Linked DNA regions of Mus musculus: regions 2, 3, 4 and 5 are each linked to region 1. A link is a contact called in public HiChIP or PLAC-seq and promoter capture Hi-C data. All regions are on one chromosome and are shown on one strand. The core of a region is the stretch at or near the end of the contact, and the rest is flanking DNA. Distances in the headings are between cores, read along the strand shown.

Region 1 (2,882 bases), core at 102-2,601:
GCCCTTAGTTAAGTCACCTTCGGGACGTAGAAAAAAAGAAAAAAAAAAAAAAAAAAACTAACAACACTCTGGTCCCTTCATTGAAGCCAGGGATAACTGCAGAAACTCTCATCTTGGAACACCCATTGATGTTAGACAAGGCTAAGCGTTATGGGCAAAGGCTTGCCTTATTAAGGGGCAGATGGAGGTCTTCTTGCTCATGTGGGTCACCTGGTAGAAGAGCAAGTGGGAAATCTGACTGCAGCTCTTGACAAACCTGCAAATGAAAGGCCTTTGCTTGTGTGCATAGGCTGGTGTCCACAAAAATACTAGCTGCAATCAGGAAACTTCTAGGGTTTCTTGCCCATGTGTGAACATTGATGGAACTGTGGTGTGAGATTTTTGCCACATTCTGGAAAGGTCATTTGCTCAAGTGGATGCGCTGGTGTTCAGTGAACATGGTGATCTCACTAAAGCCACGACCACATTCAAGACACCTGAAGGGCGGTTCTCCATTGTGAGTGCGCTGGTGCCGTAGGCAGTTTGAGCTGTTGGTGAAGTTCTTGCCACACTCACAGCAATTGTAGGGCTTCTCACCCGTGTGTGAACGCTGGTGTTCTAGCAGATAGGAACTTCGCCCAAAGCTGTCTCCGCACCAGGCACAGAAGTAGGGTTTCTCGCCTGTGTGACAGCGCTGGTGCTGTAAAAGGTTAGAGCTCAGGCTGAAACTCTTGCCACAGAGGCCACAGCGGTAGGGTTTCTCACCAGTGTGAGTTCGCTGGTGCTGGATCAGGTTGGAGCTAACCCTGAAAGTCTTTCCACACTCAGCACACGCATAGGGCTTTTCCCCAGTGTGCACCCGCTGGTGTTTTGCTAGGTCTGCACTGCGACCAAAGGCCTCTCCGCACTCCATGCACTTGTGCGGCCGGAGACCTGAGTGAGAACGACGGTGTTTAGTGAGATTAGAGCTGAGGCTGAAGCAACGGCCACATTCTGGGCAGGGGTATGGTTTTTCACCACTGTGAACTCGGTAATGCTTAACCAGATCTGAGCCACGCCGGAAGCTTTTGTCACACTCTGGACAGCTGTAAGGGCGGTCACACCCATGGCTGCTTTGATGGTGAATGAGATCAGAGAGACTGGGTACAGCCAACCCACAATCCCTACACTTGAAAGCTTTGGGGACTGCAGGATCACTGGTCTTGACAAAGGTTTCTTCCTTGGGGCCAGAGCCTGACCTACATAAGTACTGCTGGTCCAGCATTTTTTCCACGGGGGCTGGTTGTTCCGGCCGCGCCAGGAGGGGGCGCTCATGTAGCGCGGTCTCGCGATCCAGGGGCGACCTGGGGGCTCCCGGGAATTTTGACGTCCGGTTCTCCAGCAGCTTAGCCCCATCTAGATTCTCCCTGGTCACTTCTGGAGCCGCAAGTTCCATTGCGGCCGAAAAGCGCTCGGTTTCCTAAATGCCACCCGTTTAACTCATCAGCACAGTTGGAGAACGGGGCACTGGAGGCTTGGAGGCCGGTACCGGAAACGGAAAGGTCCCCAAGCCCGAGAGACTCTAGGAAGTGGCAGCGAACTTTCCCGGTAGGTTTAACTCTTTCATTCGCTTGGCGAGACCTTTCTGTCGGGAACTTAGCACTTTTGAAACGGCTTGGGGTTCTGCGAGTCTGTCAGTCCGGCTTTCGGAGCCATTGATCACCGCGCTTTGAGGGTTGCCAATCAAGTCTGAACGTCGCCGACAAGGACGTACCGGGAGCGAAGTGGCTAAGTCACGTTGGGGAGCACAGGACAGCACTAAGACTCCACCGCGGGGCGTCTGATCCTAGGAGCAACAGTTCACTCTTCGGCCCCGGGAGGAGTTTCTCACCCACTTAAACTGCACTAAGCTTGGCGCCGACTACATATCCCAGCATGCACCGCACGCGCCTCTTACTTTCCCACAGATAAATACCATTCTCGCCATGTCTTCTGCGACTGTGCAAGTACCGGAGTTCCAGAATCTAGAACTTGAACTTCCGACTCGCAAGATAACTGCGGCGGCGCTATTCCGAGGAGCAGCCTGGCCACGCCCCCCTCTTCCAGTTCCGCTCTCTCAGAGTACCGGCGAGACGCGGGGCGGAGCCTGAGGCCCGGGCCAAGATGGCGGCTGCGAGACCGGCCCTTACGGACTCGCTCTCGTTTTGCCTCGCGCAGCTCACGGCGGCGGCCGGGGAGGGGCCAGGTGGGGGAAAGGACCCAGCTACCAACGAGACACCCCTGGGCCGCGCGCTCTTAGCTCTTCGCACGCGCCACATCAAGGCGGCAGAGGGGATTGAGCGCTTCCGGGCACGCGGCGGGCTCCGCCCCCTTCTCGCCCTGCTCCGCCGAACGGCTGCTGCGGGCCCCGCCCCGTCCCAAGCAGCCTCTGGCTCCGCCCCTTCGTCGGTTGCGTCAGCTGGTTCTACCCCTGGCCACGCCCCCGCTGCCGAGTCGCTCTTGACGCCTTCGTTGCCAATGCGCCTGCGCAAGACGCTGGATTTGGCGCTCAGCATTCTAGCCAACTGCTGTACAGAAGGGGCGTGCCGGGCCGAAGTGCGGAGACTTGGAGGCATTCTCCCTTTGGGTAAGTGCTCCGCCCCCATTTCTTAGAAAGGTTCCAACCCACAGTATCTGCGCTGCCCTTCCATTATGCCAGGCCTCTGAGTACATGCTTTGTGATGGTGCAGCGCCACTCATCTCCTCAGGTGTGATGCTATGTGACGTCACTGCTCTCTCCATAAATTAGACCTGGACCTGCCCAGACCAGAAGTAGATACTGACTCCTGCCTCACTTTTGAGCAAGTGGCTTATACTTTGTTTTTGGTGCTTCTCGGGGACAGTACCCGTCCCTGTGCAAGGCTTCACATGGAAGAGCAGGAGGC
Region 2 (2,882 bases), core at 130-2,629, 490 kb after region 1:
CACCCAAGCCTTCTGTTCTATCTATACAGCTAGTCCACAGCGGCATTACCTCCTTACTCCTGGTATGGTAATTTGTCTTCTTTTTTCTTTGCTAGTCTAGCTTAGAGGTTTATCAGTTTTGCTAATAAGAAGGAAATAAAAGATTAGGGATTTAGTTCAGTAGTTCAATCCCCAATTACACCCCCTCCACATACACACAAATCTCTAATCACACTCAAAGAAAAAGCAAAGCGGGGGGTGGGGTGGGGGGGGGTGGGGGGGTGGGGGGGGTGGGGCTGCACGCGTAGCTCAGTTGGTGGTATCTATCTGCATAAACCAGGTGCAGTGGCTCATGCCTACACCCAGGAGATGGAGGCAGGAGGATTGGAATGTTTGCGCTCATGGCCACTGAGCAGAGATGCATGCTCCCAAAGGATCACTGAGTTCAGTCCCTTGAGGAGGAAAAGAGCCCAGCCCCAAAAGCTGCTCTGACCACCACATGCACACTGCCTGCAAAGCGTAGCAACTTCCTGCAGTGTAATAAATAGAAAGTTGTTAGAAAGTTTAAGACACCTTCACATACTAGTGAGCTTTAAGGCAGTCTGTAGTACATAAGATTGTCTCAAGTATTTCACTGATTTGCTATTTTCTTTATTTTTAGATTTTATTTTTATTTATTTATTTATTTTTTTGTTTTGTTTTTTTTGAGACAGGGTTTCTCTGTGTAGCCCGGGCTGCCCTGGCACTCACTCTGTAGACCAGGCTGGCCTCGAACTCAGAAATCTGCCTGCCTCTGCCTGCCTCTGCCTCCCAAGTGCTGGGATTAAAGGCATGAGCCACCACGCCCGGCTTTTGATTTGCTATTTTCTTGTTTTCAATTCTTAATTTCTGTTCTTCCTTCATTATTTGCTTTCCTTTTCTCCATGTGCCTTGGGTTTCAGTTCGCATTTCTGATTTCATAAATGGACACAATGCTCGAAGCCTTCTTTCCATACATACACAGCACAGTCTCTGGTTGTACTTAGAGGATGTTCTTGTTTTTTTATTTTTTCAAGACAGGGTTTCTCTGTGTAGCCCTGGCTGTCCTGGAACTCACTCTGTAGACCAGGCTGGCCTCGAACTCAGAAATCCGCCTGCCTCTGCCTCTCAAGTGCTAGGATTAAAGGTGTGCACCACCACTGCCTGGCTAGAGGATGTTCTTCCATTTCCATTTTTTGTGTAGCTGGGAACAATTTTAAGTTTTATATGGACTTCTTTTTGATCTACTGTGTTTATAAGTGTTCTACAAGTCTGAATTTTTGTCATCTTTCGGATTTCCGGTCCTCTCTTATTACAGACAGAACACACACAATGACTTCCCTTCTCTGAAGTCTGCTGATACTCGCTCATAACTCAGAATGATTTATCTTGGCCCAGGTTCCTCATGTGCTTGGACAGTGCGTGTTCTGGGGCGGGGAGGTGAACATACTAAATGAGCCTGCGTAGCTGGCACTCAGAGCTTTAAGAGCTCTACTAATTCTCCAACTAATGGAAGCAGCAAGCCCTGCAGCTATGGCTGCACACGTGGCCCACTCCAGCTCGCCGTTTGTGCGGGCAGTCTGAAGCTCTGCAGCTGGTGCATGCATGTCATGCCTTCTTATGAAAAGACCTACTGCAAAGCCATGTGTATCTTCCTTTCTTCTCGGAACAGCTTTCAAAACTATTTTAAAACTTGGGGCTGTCCAGGTAATAGTGATGCACACCTTTAATCCCAGGACTCGGGAGGCAGAGGCAGGTGGATCTACAGGTTGGAGGGTAGCCTGGTCTACAGAGTAAATTCCAGCCAAGAAACCCTATCTCAAAAAACAAGCAAGCAAACAACACACACAATATTACATCATTCTCTCCATCCATCACCCACGTCCTGTTATCCCTCTCAGTAAACTCTCTTTCAAATTTATGACTTTTTATTCTTTAACTATCATTGTTTGTATGTGTATGTGTGTATGTATGTGTGTGTCAATAGGTACATAAGTACAACCTATTGAGTCCATTTACTGTTGCTTATAGGTATTATTTTTAAGGCTGAGCATCTGGGATTGGTGTAGAGAACATCTCTTGTGTACTGAATGGATTCAACACCTGTCAGTTAAAGCTGATTGACCTGTAACTGAGGCAGGAAATAGAAGATGGACAGAGAGGATTCTGGGAGAGAGCCAGGGGCAGGAGGATTGGCCCAGGAACATGAAGGAGGTCAGAAGCACGGGAGCTGAGCAGAGGTAACCAGCCATGTGGCAGAATTTAAGATCAGAATAAATGAGATACTAAGTTATGATTGAATTGGGGAATAGCCAAAGCTTATAAAAATAAATATATTTGAGTCTCAGAGTCATTATTCTTGAAGCCTAGGGCCAGGACGAAAAAGCTGACTTTTACAGATTGGGGAAGAGGAAATTCTTCCTTTCTTAGCAGTGAAACAGACCCTTCTTAAAGAGTATGACAGATTCCCAAAATGTCTGTTTTAGTATTTAGGAAAACTCAATGAAAATCCGATTTATCATTATGCTCACTGCCCATAAGCAATGTGTAGGAAGAGAAAAACAGAAAGTCCTGAAACCACAAGTCCCTTACTACAAACCTCTTTCCCCAAATAAACCAACACTTTAGGAATTTGAGGATAGTTCCAAATTTTCCCTGATGGATTACAGACTAATCTGTGTAAATTAGTGTTTGTGGAATACTAAAGTGGGGTTTAGAGAAAAAATAACTTTGAACGTGTCTATCAAATACCAAGAAAAAACAGACACAGAATAATCTACTAATCAACATATGCAGATAGAAAAGCAAAAAACTAAGGGCAAACATCAAGGAATGGAAAACGAAAACACCAACACAAATGACTAATATTAAAATAGACAAATCCC
Region 3 (2,882 bases), core at 281-2,780, 410 kb before region 1:
TCCCCGTATGGCCTGTGAACCAGGGTCCCCAACTCCAGGCCCAACCTTTGGAGGCTTCCAACAACACTCTAAAACTTGTGTTTCAAAGGCCGGAGGGTGTAGTCCCATGGTCAACTCGGCAGCCTGGAGGCCCCTGAGCCATTTGACCTGTACCACACACATACTTGCTTGATGACCTTGGGCCAGTCCCTTCCCATCCCTGAACCTCAGTTTCCCAATCTGTCACGTAGAGTAACAATCCCTTGGAATTCTGACATATCCCAATCCAGAGGCCACTGTCACACAGCAAACTGGAACCTCAAGCTCCTTGGGCTCATGTCATTCTTAAAATGTCTCGGCACCCTCCCTGCCCAAAACCATTCTCAGCAGGCGAGCACAGTCCCTCCAAAGAGCAGCCTCCCCTGCAGCCCCCCACCTTTCCTCCTCCAGCTCTGCTGGCCAACCGCCTGGAGCCTGGCCCCTGGCTTCCAGCAGCCTGCCCCTGGCTGCTCCCATGCTCCAGTTCCCCCAAGCACTGTGTGGCCTATGTCACACAACCCAATTCTGTGACCTGGTGGATGGATCTTTCTCTCCTCTCTCACCTTTGGGGTCACCTAAGCTGAGGCTCTGGCCCAGGGGAACTCAGTCACACACACACACACACACACACACACACACACTCCCCCTCTGAGCAGTGCCCTCTCCCCACGGAGCAACATACCAGTGCGCGTGCGCGTGGACACACACACACACACACACACACACACACCACCACCACCACCACCACCACCACCACCACCAGTACCACCACACACTTCATTCACTGCCAGGTGCTGGCATCTAGTTCCAACCTGTGTCCTCCATAGCATCCCAAATCTGGGTCCTCCTGGACCCGGCCTGGCCAGCAACCACCCCCTCCATCCGCCTAATTTGACAAGCCTGCTCTAGGGGATGATGGTGTCCCCCAATCCTCTCTTGACATTCACTTTCTCCCACCCCCAGGTTAGATTCTAGGGTCCTCCCGGGCATTTGGGCTGCCCAGGCCCCTGAGACCTCTCCTGCCCCCTTGTGTCTTAATGGCCTCCAACTCCTTCCAGCCACTGTCCTCCAATTGCAGGTTCACTGGAGATACCAGGTGCCAGGAGATGTGAGGGCTCCTGGCTTCCAACCTCTAGTCTCATCATTTGCTCCCCATGTCTCAGAACCTCCCCCACTCCATCCCCCAAGCGCTCCCCAAATACAGGGTCCCGCCTCCCCACCTCTCCCACCCCTTAGCTCACACTCCGCAGCTCCTGAGTCCGATCCTTCATCCTGCGACGGGCTCCTCCTCCCCTTCTTCGTCCTCCCGCCTCCGCTGCTGCTCTCTGCCTCTTGCCTCTGTCCTGGAGGCCGGGGTCTGGGGGCACCGGGCTAGACCTCCGAGGGATGTGCGGATAAGGTGCGCGGCGGGGGGGCGGGGAGCTAAGGCCAGGCAGAGACAGGGGCCTGGGCCGACTGGGCTCTGCCTAGGCTGCGGTGGCGATGCGGCTGCGGCACAGGGTTGGATGGAGGGATGCGGGAGCCGAGGCGCGGGGGAGGGGGGCGGAGGGAGGTGAGGAGGAAGGGAGGGAGGGGGAGCGGAGGGGGCGGGGAGCAGGGGGCATGCGCAGCGCCCCGGGCTGGGGGCGCCTGGGGGTTGTAGTCCGGGGAGGGGCACCCAAGGGAGGGGCACTGGGGAGGCCCAGAAGTTGGGAGGGGGGAGCCCAAGAAGCTCGGAGAGATGCAGAGGCAGGGATAGAGATGCTGGGTAAACTGCAGTTGGGGTGGACCGTCAGAGAAGGTCTAAGGCAATGAACTAAGGGACTAACCTGAGAGGAGCGGAGTGTCTGTGAGCCTACGCAGGACTTCCTTTTATCCTGTCCCTTCGGCTCTGCGGAAGAGTCTTTTGGGCATTAGAAATAACAAACCTGACCCTGTATGTGGCTATTGCTTGCTGAGAAGGACATGGGGCTTGTTCTGTACATCCTTTGTCACCCTACCTGAGAGTGCCCTGGCACTGGTGGATCTCAGCTTGTCAACCCCCAAGAACAGAGTGGTCACTACCTGCTGAGACTTTTGGTCTGGGATTTTGGATGACTGTGTTAAAAATGATATTTATCTTGGCCTAGAGTGAATCTCAGTGGTATATGCTTGCCTGCAAGGCCCTGGGTTCCATCCCCCAAGCCGGGGGTTGGGGTGAGGATGGGGATGCAGAAGGAAGGAAGATGTCTGCTGGGAGTAGAATCTTTGGTGGTGGTGGGGGTGTAGAATCTTGAATCTGGTGCTGCAGAAGGTCCAGAGAGCCTGCCACCCTCTGCTCTCCCTCCTTCCATCCTATCCTTAAATATTACTTCAGTTCTTCTTCTCATGGCAGTGGGGTTTGGACTCCCAGTTGGGTGGGCTTCCACCCTGCTTTTGCCAAATACCCAGTAACTACCTTAAGACACCATTCATCTGTGTCATGGCAGGCAGGGCCTACCGTCTGTGACCTTCAACAGTTCCTACAGCCAAGACAAGACTCTCTTCTTGTCTCCTCACCTCGCCTGCCCCCGCCCCCCACGTCCCACGCCCTTAACCTCTGAGTTCTGCCTCCCCCCTCCCTCCAGTTCTTCCTCTGATCTGTGACCCTCAGTCAGGGCTCCTGGGAGCTAAGTTATCTTCTTCCTTTTTAATCCCTCTGACTTTACGTACACGTGTATGTAGGTGTGCTCACTTGTACATGTGCACACATGTAGGTCAAAGGTCAGTGTTGGGTGGCTTCTGTCATTCCCCACCTTACTTGTAGTTTTTGTTTGTTTGTGTTGTTTGTTTTTTCGAGACAGGGTTTCTCTGTATAGCCCTGGCTGACCTCGAACTCAGAAATCCACCTCCCTCTGCCTCCCAAG
Region 4 (2,882 bases), core at 217-2,716, 330 kb after region 1:
GTTGTTTTGTTTTGTTTTTGAGACAGGGTTTCTCTGTGTAGCCCTGGCTGTCCTGGAACTCACTCTGTAGACCAGGCTGGCCTGGAACTCAGAAATCCACTTGCCTTTACCCACCAAGTGCTGGGATTAAAGGCGTGCGCCACCACTGCCTGGCAGTGGCAATTTATTTAAAAAAAAAAAAAAAAGCCTAAAATTAGGGGCTTGAGTGCAGTTTCAAGACTGAGTCCGGGCTGGTGAGATGGCTCAGTGGGTAAGAGCACCCAACTGCTCTTCCGAAGGTCTGGAGTTCAAATCCCAGCAACCATATGGTGGCTCACAACCATCTGTAACAAGATCTGACTCCCTCTTCTGGAGTGTCTGAAGACAGCTACAGTGTATTTACATATAATAAATAAATAAATCTTTAAAAAAAAAAAAAAGACTGAGTCCATGACCATCATGGCGGAAGTAAGGCAGCAAGCAAGCAGGCATGGTGTTGGAGCAGTAGCTGGACGCTTATGTCTTATCCAAAAGTTGGAGGCAGAGAGAGAGAGAGAGGGGGGGGGAGAGAGAGAGAGGGAGAGAGAGAGAGACTGGACCTGGTGATGGCTTTTGAAACCTCAAAGCTCACCCCCAATGACACACCTCCTCCTACAAGGACAGACCTCCTAATCCTTCCCCAACAGTTCCACCAACTAGGGACCAAACATTCAAATATATAAGCCTACGGAGGCCACTCTTATTCAAATCCCCATGCACTTCTCACATGTGGCTAATCAGAGCCTGTAGTGGTTTGAATATGCTTGGCCCAGAGAGTAGCACTATTAGGAGGTGTGGCCTTGTTGGAGTAGGTGTGGCCTTGTTGGAGTAGGTGTGGCCTTGTTGGAGGAAGTATGTCACTGTGGGCGTGGACTTTAAGACCTTTGTCCTAGCTTTCTGGGAGCTAGTCTTCTAGCAGCCTTCAGAACACGATGTAGAACTTTCAGCTCCTCCTGCACCATGCCTGCCTGGATGCTGACAAGCTTTCTGCCTTGATGATAATGAACTGAACCTCAGAACCAATAAGTCAGCCCCCACTTAAATGTTGTCCTTTTTAAGAGTTACCTTGGTCATGGTGTCTGCTCACAGGAGTAAAACCCTAAGACAGTTGCGTGGCTTTTGTCGCATCTAGAAAACACCATCTTCTTCTGGAGATGCTCAGCTGGTAAAGTAAATAACCCAGAACACCTGATGATCATTACATAGAGAAAGTCTGTCACAAAAAGAAAAGGCAACCATAAGGAAACAGACACAAGAGGTGGGTAGAGTGAGCCTGAAACCAACCTAACCATAAGACTTGAGCTCCTCCATCTAACCAGGGATCCGGAAAGGTAGCATACTGGTCTGTTTTCTGTTGCTATAACAAAAATTAGGAGGCCAGGCACTTAAAGGTTTTGGAAGTTGAAACTCTGTGATCAGGCTGTACTACCCCCAACCTCTCACCCCAACCCCCTATTCTCACCGCCCAGCTATGTCACAATGTGGTTAAGAAGCAAAAAGGGAAGCAGTCACACACAAAAATGGTGGCTTCATTTTATAATTTTAGGCTCTCACAATCGCTAACTTATTCTATAAGACAACATTAATCTCTTCAGATGACAAGAGCAATGACCCCGTGGCCTAAATTCCCTTGAACTAGGCTCCCCTCCTAAGGTTCTGTTCCCTTTCAACATGAACACGCTGAATCACGCTTCCAGCACCCAGATCTCCGGAGGACAAACCACACCCTAAAACCATAACAGATGCTACTCCTCTGCAGAGAGCTTCTTGTGGGGATGCACGCATACACTCTTTGCTTGGATTTCTGCTGTGTTTCAGTTGAGATGTAAGGCCCAGCAGGAAAGCACTTCTTTTTTTTTTTTTTTTTTTTTTTTTTTTTTTTTTTTTTTATAATATCAATTTTTTAATAGGTTTTGTTTTTTGTTTTTTATTAATTATATGTAAGTACACTGTAGCTGTCTTCAGACGCACCTGAAGAGGGCATCAGATCTTATTACGGGTGGTTGTGAGCCACCATGTGGTTGCTGGGATTTGAACTTCAGACCTTCGGAAGAGCAGTCGGGTGCTCTTACCCACTGAGCCATCTCACCAGTCCCCAGGAATGCACTTCTAATCTCTGTTCCTTTGCTGTCTGACTCATAAGTGTTAATCCTTGTTGAGCCTGTGACATAGTCAGTCCTCCCTGCTCCTCAGTCAATGCCATTTGGCTGTAGGTCCTCTTGTTTCAGGGTGGTTATGGCAATGTGTAGGAGAGGCCACGGAGGTTCTACAACACAGAGAGAACACTTCTGAGACTGGATCGCCAGGGCAAAGCGAGTCCTCCCTTCTCTACCTCCCTAGTGTCCAGCTACCTGGAAGGACAGGAGACACACTAACCCCTGCTCTGGGATTTATTAGCTGCCCAAGCCTCCAACGTGCCCAATTCCTCCTTTAGTACTGGGCCAGCAGCATTAAGATGTGTTTAAGTGCAGGCTAGAGAGATGGCTCAGTGGTTAAAAGCATGCACAGCTTTTGCACAGGACCCGAGTTTGGTTCCCAGGGTCTATACTGGGTAGTATCCAATCACCTGCAGCTCCATGTCTAGAGGACCCAAGGCCCTTTTTTGTTTCTGTTTTCTATAAGCACACCTAACGTACACACAGACACACACAGAAACACAGACATACACTCACACAAATAAAAAATAAATCTTTCTTTGTTTTTTTGTTTTGTTTTATTTTGTTTTTCGAGACAGGGTTTCTCTGTGAAGCCTTGGCTGTCCTGAAACTCACTTTGTAGACCAGGCTGGCCTTGAACTCAGAAATCCACCTGCCTCTGCCTCCCAAGTGCTGGGATTAAAGGTGTGCACCACCATGCCTGGCAAT
Region 5 (2,882 bases), core at 282-2,781, 290 kb before region 1:
AGGGTTAGCTATAGGAGAGAACCTGGACAAAGACTATACTCACGTCACGAAACAGTGAGCAGCGGAGAGGACCCAGGAAGGGGCGATGAGGGAGCCCCCGCAGATGTGGCCCCCACCTTGATGCAGGCTCACCTGCCATGGCCAAGTGCCAGGATGAGCGTCCGAGCCCCCCACAATGCGGGAAGAGGGCTCAGGGCGGCCGCAGTCTGCAATAGAGACCCCCTAGAAGTCAAAGCTCGGTTAGGGTTCCCCTCCTCTCCTAATCCCTTGGACTCCAGAGACCCTGGTAACTCGGGGAGGGTGGTGGTGGAGCCTGAACCCCTTCAGTTTGCCCTTCTGAACATGAGCAAGCCAAAGCTGGAGGGCCCGGGCACTTCCAATTCACTCATGACCTAGCCAGTTTGAAACTTCTTTAGGATTCAAGACAGCCTTTAGTGCCAGCGCTCAGGAGGCAAAGACAGGTGGATCTCTGTGAGTGTGAGGTTAGCCTGGCCTATGAGAATGAGTTTCAGGATAGCTAGGACTATAGAGAGAGACCCTGTCTCAAGAGCAAAGCAAAGCAAAGCAAAGCAAAGCAAAACGAAAACAAAAACAAGCAAGCAAACAAAAGACAAGATTGGAGGCAACTCATGCCTCTCTCTTACCTAGGTCTTCAAATTCTCCTTGGGTAGGACTGACCACTAGAAGACAGAAGACAGAGAGAGAAAGACGCTCCTTCAGCCCCGACACTGCCAGCACCATCTTCCTGCTCTTCCTGGGCTTTTGCTGCCCTCAGTCCCCCGGTTCCCTGTTTCAGCCCTTTGGTCTGCCTACACTGAGGCATCTGAGCCCAACTCTCCCCAGTCCATCAGTCTTACCTGAGTCCTGGAAGGCTCCTGGAGGGATGGGACTGACCACTGAGAAGACAAGAGGGAGGCAAGGAAAGTCTGGAGAGATGATGCACTTAGGTGTGGCTCTTTCTCCTTCCATCCTATTTTACAGTGTTCCATCTCCCCATGGCATGCAGGCCTCCTTTCCCCTTCCCCTTCTGCACAATCCCTCGGGCTCCTGGTATGGCCCTCTCCTCCTTCCACCACCCTCCCGTCCTTCCTCTTGACACTCTGCTCCTCTGCCTACTCTGCTATCTTACTGCCATAAGGGATGCAGGGTATATCTCCTGCTTTTCAGCTCTCTAGGGTTGGTATCCAGGCTTCTTAAAGCCCGGTCCTCTGAACTTACCCATGATTACAACTGGGAGAAACAGGTGATGGGACATGGTCTACTAAAGTCAGCTGGAGGCACAGAGGCAGGTGAGAGGCTGCTTCCTGCCACCACTCTGTCACCGGACTATGTAGCTGGTTCCTCCTGATGGTCCCAGGGGTAGCCCCACCCTCCCTGGCTGGAGCCCATCTGTGGGAATCTGAGAGGATCTGGGCCTGAAAGGGGAAAATAGGGAGGTCAAAGGCCCCACCCTGAATTCTGGTGCATCTCACATATCTGGAGGCTCAGAGTGGAGGTAGGGCGGTGTCCTCACTCCAGGACACCTGTTGGATGTGGAGAGTTGAGCAGGGCGCCCCGTGTGTTAAACCGACTCAGAGGACTGTGGTGGGTGGAGTGCTAGGAGCACATGCCCTGGGTCCGTGGAAGAGCAGGATGGGGCTGGGCAGTAGCCCTTGGCATGACTCACCTGAGACCTCACCCTTGATTGGGGTGTGGCTTCCCCAGTGGCTTGGCCTTTTCTTCTCACACAGCTCTGGTTACTGGAGTTGCTGGCCAGGCCTGGGACAGGAACTCTAGGGAATTCAATTCCATCCTAACAAAGGGATCACAGATTCTGCCTTGTTGAGCAAGGCCTGGGGGTACTGGAGAGGACTAAGCAGCCTGGTAAAGCTGGAAACCCCTCTGTGCTGGGGTGGTCGACTCTCAATGCTGTTCCTTGCTTGCTCTTCATGTGACTTAGAAAAGTCACTCCGTCTCTTGGTACACTATTTATCATTAGGAGTCTATTTAAGGAAGGTATGGCACTGGGTGTGGTAGTACCTGTGACCCCAACACTGTGAAGTCTGAAAGCACTCCAGTCCACAGTTCCTAGACTACACAGAAGCTGGAGATGTGGGTTAGCTGCTATGATTGCTTGCTGCTCTTCCAGAGGACCTGAGTTCAGTTTCCAGAATCCACAACACCAGCTCACAACCTCCGGTGACTTCAGCTCCAGATTTGGTGCCCTCCTATGCCCTCTCTGTGGGTAACAGCACCCACATGGCATAGAGGGGTGTGTGTGAGTGAGTGTGTGTGTGAGTGTGAGTATGTGTGAGTGTGTGTGCGAGCATGTGTGTGTGTGCGTGTATGTGTGTGTGTGTGTGTGTGTGAGAGAGAGAGAGAGAGAGAGAGAGAGAGAGAGAGAGAGAAACAAGGGAAAAAGCACATGTTTGGGTAGAAGATATAGCTCAATTGGTAAAATGTTTGCCTAGAATGCATGAAGTTCTGGGCTTGATCCCCAGTTTTACATAAAGCAGGCATGCTGGTGAATGCTTATGATCCTAGCACCTAGGAGGTAGGCGGTAGGTGCAATATCAGACGTTCAGTATCAGGGCTGGAGAGATGGCTCAGTGGTTAAGAGCACTGACTGCTCTTCCAGCTGATGCCCTCTTCTGGTGTATCTGAAGACAGCGACAGTATACTCACATACATTAAATAAATAAATAAATAAATAAATAAATAAATATTAAAGGCGGGCAGGCTGGAGAGATGGAGAGATGGCTTAGTGGCTAAGAGCACTGACTGCTCTTCCAGAGGTTCCAGAGTTCAATTCCCACCAACCACATGGTGGCTCACAACCTTCTGTAGTGGGATCCGATGCTCTCTTCTGGTGTGTCTGAAGACAGCTACAGTGTATTCATATA

The links. Promoter capture Hi-C pulls out the DNA fragments that hold promoters and counts their contacts. HiChIP or PLAC-seq counts read pairs in DNA pulled down with a chosen protein or histone mark. Capture Hi-C pulls out chosen DNA fragments and counts their contacts.
Region 2: a promoter capture Hi-C map of the HPC-7 cell line shows a contact between it and region 1. The contact joins the enhancer-like site here to the promoter of Armc5 in region 1. A contact is called at or near these places in 9 of 39 promoter capture datasets (the C10 cell line, the HPC-7 cell line, cranial neural crest and 6 more), 1 of 15 datasets of contacts at CTCF or cohesin (large pre-B cells), 6 of 484 Hi-C or Micro-C datasets (bone marrow-derived macrophages, embryonic stem cells, nephron progenitors and 2 more), 35 of 115 datasets of contacts at active chromatin or transcription factors (the HPC-7 cell line, the NIH/3T3 cell line, T-cell acute lymphoblastic leukemia and 24 more) and 4 of 9 other capture datasets (adipose tissue, embryonic stem cells, liver and 1 more).
Region 3: an H3K27ac HiChIP or PLAC-seq map of thymic regulatory T cells shows a contact between it and region 1, with 4 times the contacts expected there. The contact joins the promoter of Stx1b here to the promoter of Armc5 in region 1. A contact is called at or near these places in 4 of 39 promoter capture datasets (cranial neural crest, embryonic stem cells, liver and 1 more), 1 of 484 Hi-C or Micro-C datasets (effector CD8 T cells) and 4 of 115 datasets of contacts at active chromatin or transcription factors (bone marrow-derived macrophages, embryonic stem cells, large pre-B cells and 1 more).
Region 4: an H3K4me3 HiChIP or PLAC-seq map of bone marrow-derived macrophages shows a contact between it and region 1, with 4 times the contacts expected there. The contact joins the enhancer-like site here to the promoter of Armc5 in region 1. A contact is called at or near these places in 5 of 39 promoter capture datasets (the HPC-7 cell line, cranial neural crest, embryonic stem cells and 2 more), 1 of 15 datasets of contacts at CTCF or cohesin (large pre-B cells) and 7 of 115 datasets of contacts at active chromatin or transcription factors (acute myeloid leukemia, bone marrow-derived macrophages, effector CD8 T cells and 4 more).
Region 5: a promoter capture Hi-C map of liver shows a contact between it and region 1. The contact joins the promoter of Prss36 here to the promoter of Armc5 in region 1. A contact is called at or near these places in 6 of 39 promoter capture datasets (the 3T3-L1 cell line, cranial neural crest, hippocampal neurons and 1 more), 5 of 484 Hi-C or Micro-C datasets (B cells, embryonic stem cells and epidermal suprabasal cells), 18 of 115 datasets of contacts at active chromatin or transcription factors (T-cell acute lymphoblastic leukemia, astrocytes, bone marrow-derived macrophages and 11 more) and 2 of 9 other capture datasets (adipose tissue and liver).

What each region holds. Positions count from the first base shown.
Region 1 is chr7:128,236,006-128,238,887 of GRCm38.p6, forward strand. It overlaps Armc5 (armadillo repeat containing 5), which reads left to right and starts at 1,352. Exons shown (of 6, transcript NM_146205.2): 1 at 1,352-2,584. The coding sequence starts at 2,122. 9130023H24Rik (RIKEN cDNA 9130023H24 gene) reads right to left here and starts at 2,026. Exons shown (of 1, transcript NM_177001.3): 1 at 1-2,026. The coding sequence starts at 1,414. The coding sequence ends at 401.
Region 2 is chr7:128,727,507-128,730,388 of GRCm38.p6, forward strand. All of the region lies in intron 1 of Mcmbp (minichromosome maintenance complex binding protein), which reads right to left. Among named protein-coding and RNA genes, the nearest start is that of Mcmbp, 11 kb to the right of the region's middle. Within about 2 kb of position 1,380, at least 55 of the 459 cell types and tissues checked have an H3K27ac peak or open chromatin away from gene starts, as enhancers often do. A contact at or near this core is called in the HPC-7 cell line, adipose tissue, bone marrow-derived macrophages and 2 more, where this site is marked.
Region 3 is chr7:127,823,001-127,825,882 of GRCm38.p6, forward strand. It overlaps Stx1b (syntaxin 1B), which reads right to left and starts at 1,531. Exons shown (of 10, transcript NM_024414.2): 1 at 1,260-1,531. The coding sequence starts at 1,289.
Region 4 is chr7:128,568,700-128,571,581 of GRCm38.p6, forward strand. No RefSeq gene overlaps it. Among named protein-coding and RNA genes, the nearest start is that of Inpp5f, 41 kb to the right of the region's middle. Within about 2 kb of position 1,467, at least 57 of the 459 cell types and tissues checked have an H3K27ac peak or open chromatin away from gene starts, as enhancers often do. A contact at or near this core is called in the HPC-7 cell line, acute myeloid leukemia, bone marrow-derived macrophages and 1 more, where this site is marked.
Region 5 is chr7:127,945,194-127,948,075 of GRCm38.p6, forward strand. It overlaps Prss36 (protease, serine 36), which reads right to left and starts at 1,532. Exons shown (of 15, transcript NM_001319147.1): 1 at 1,219-1,532; 2 at 858-896; 3 at 645-680; 4 at 44-206. The coding sequence starts at 1,255.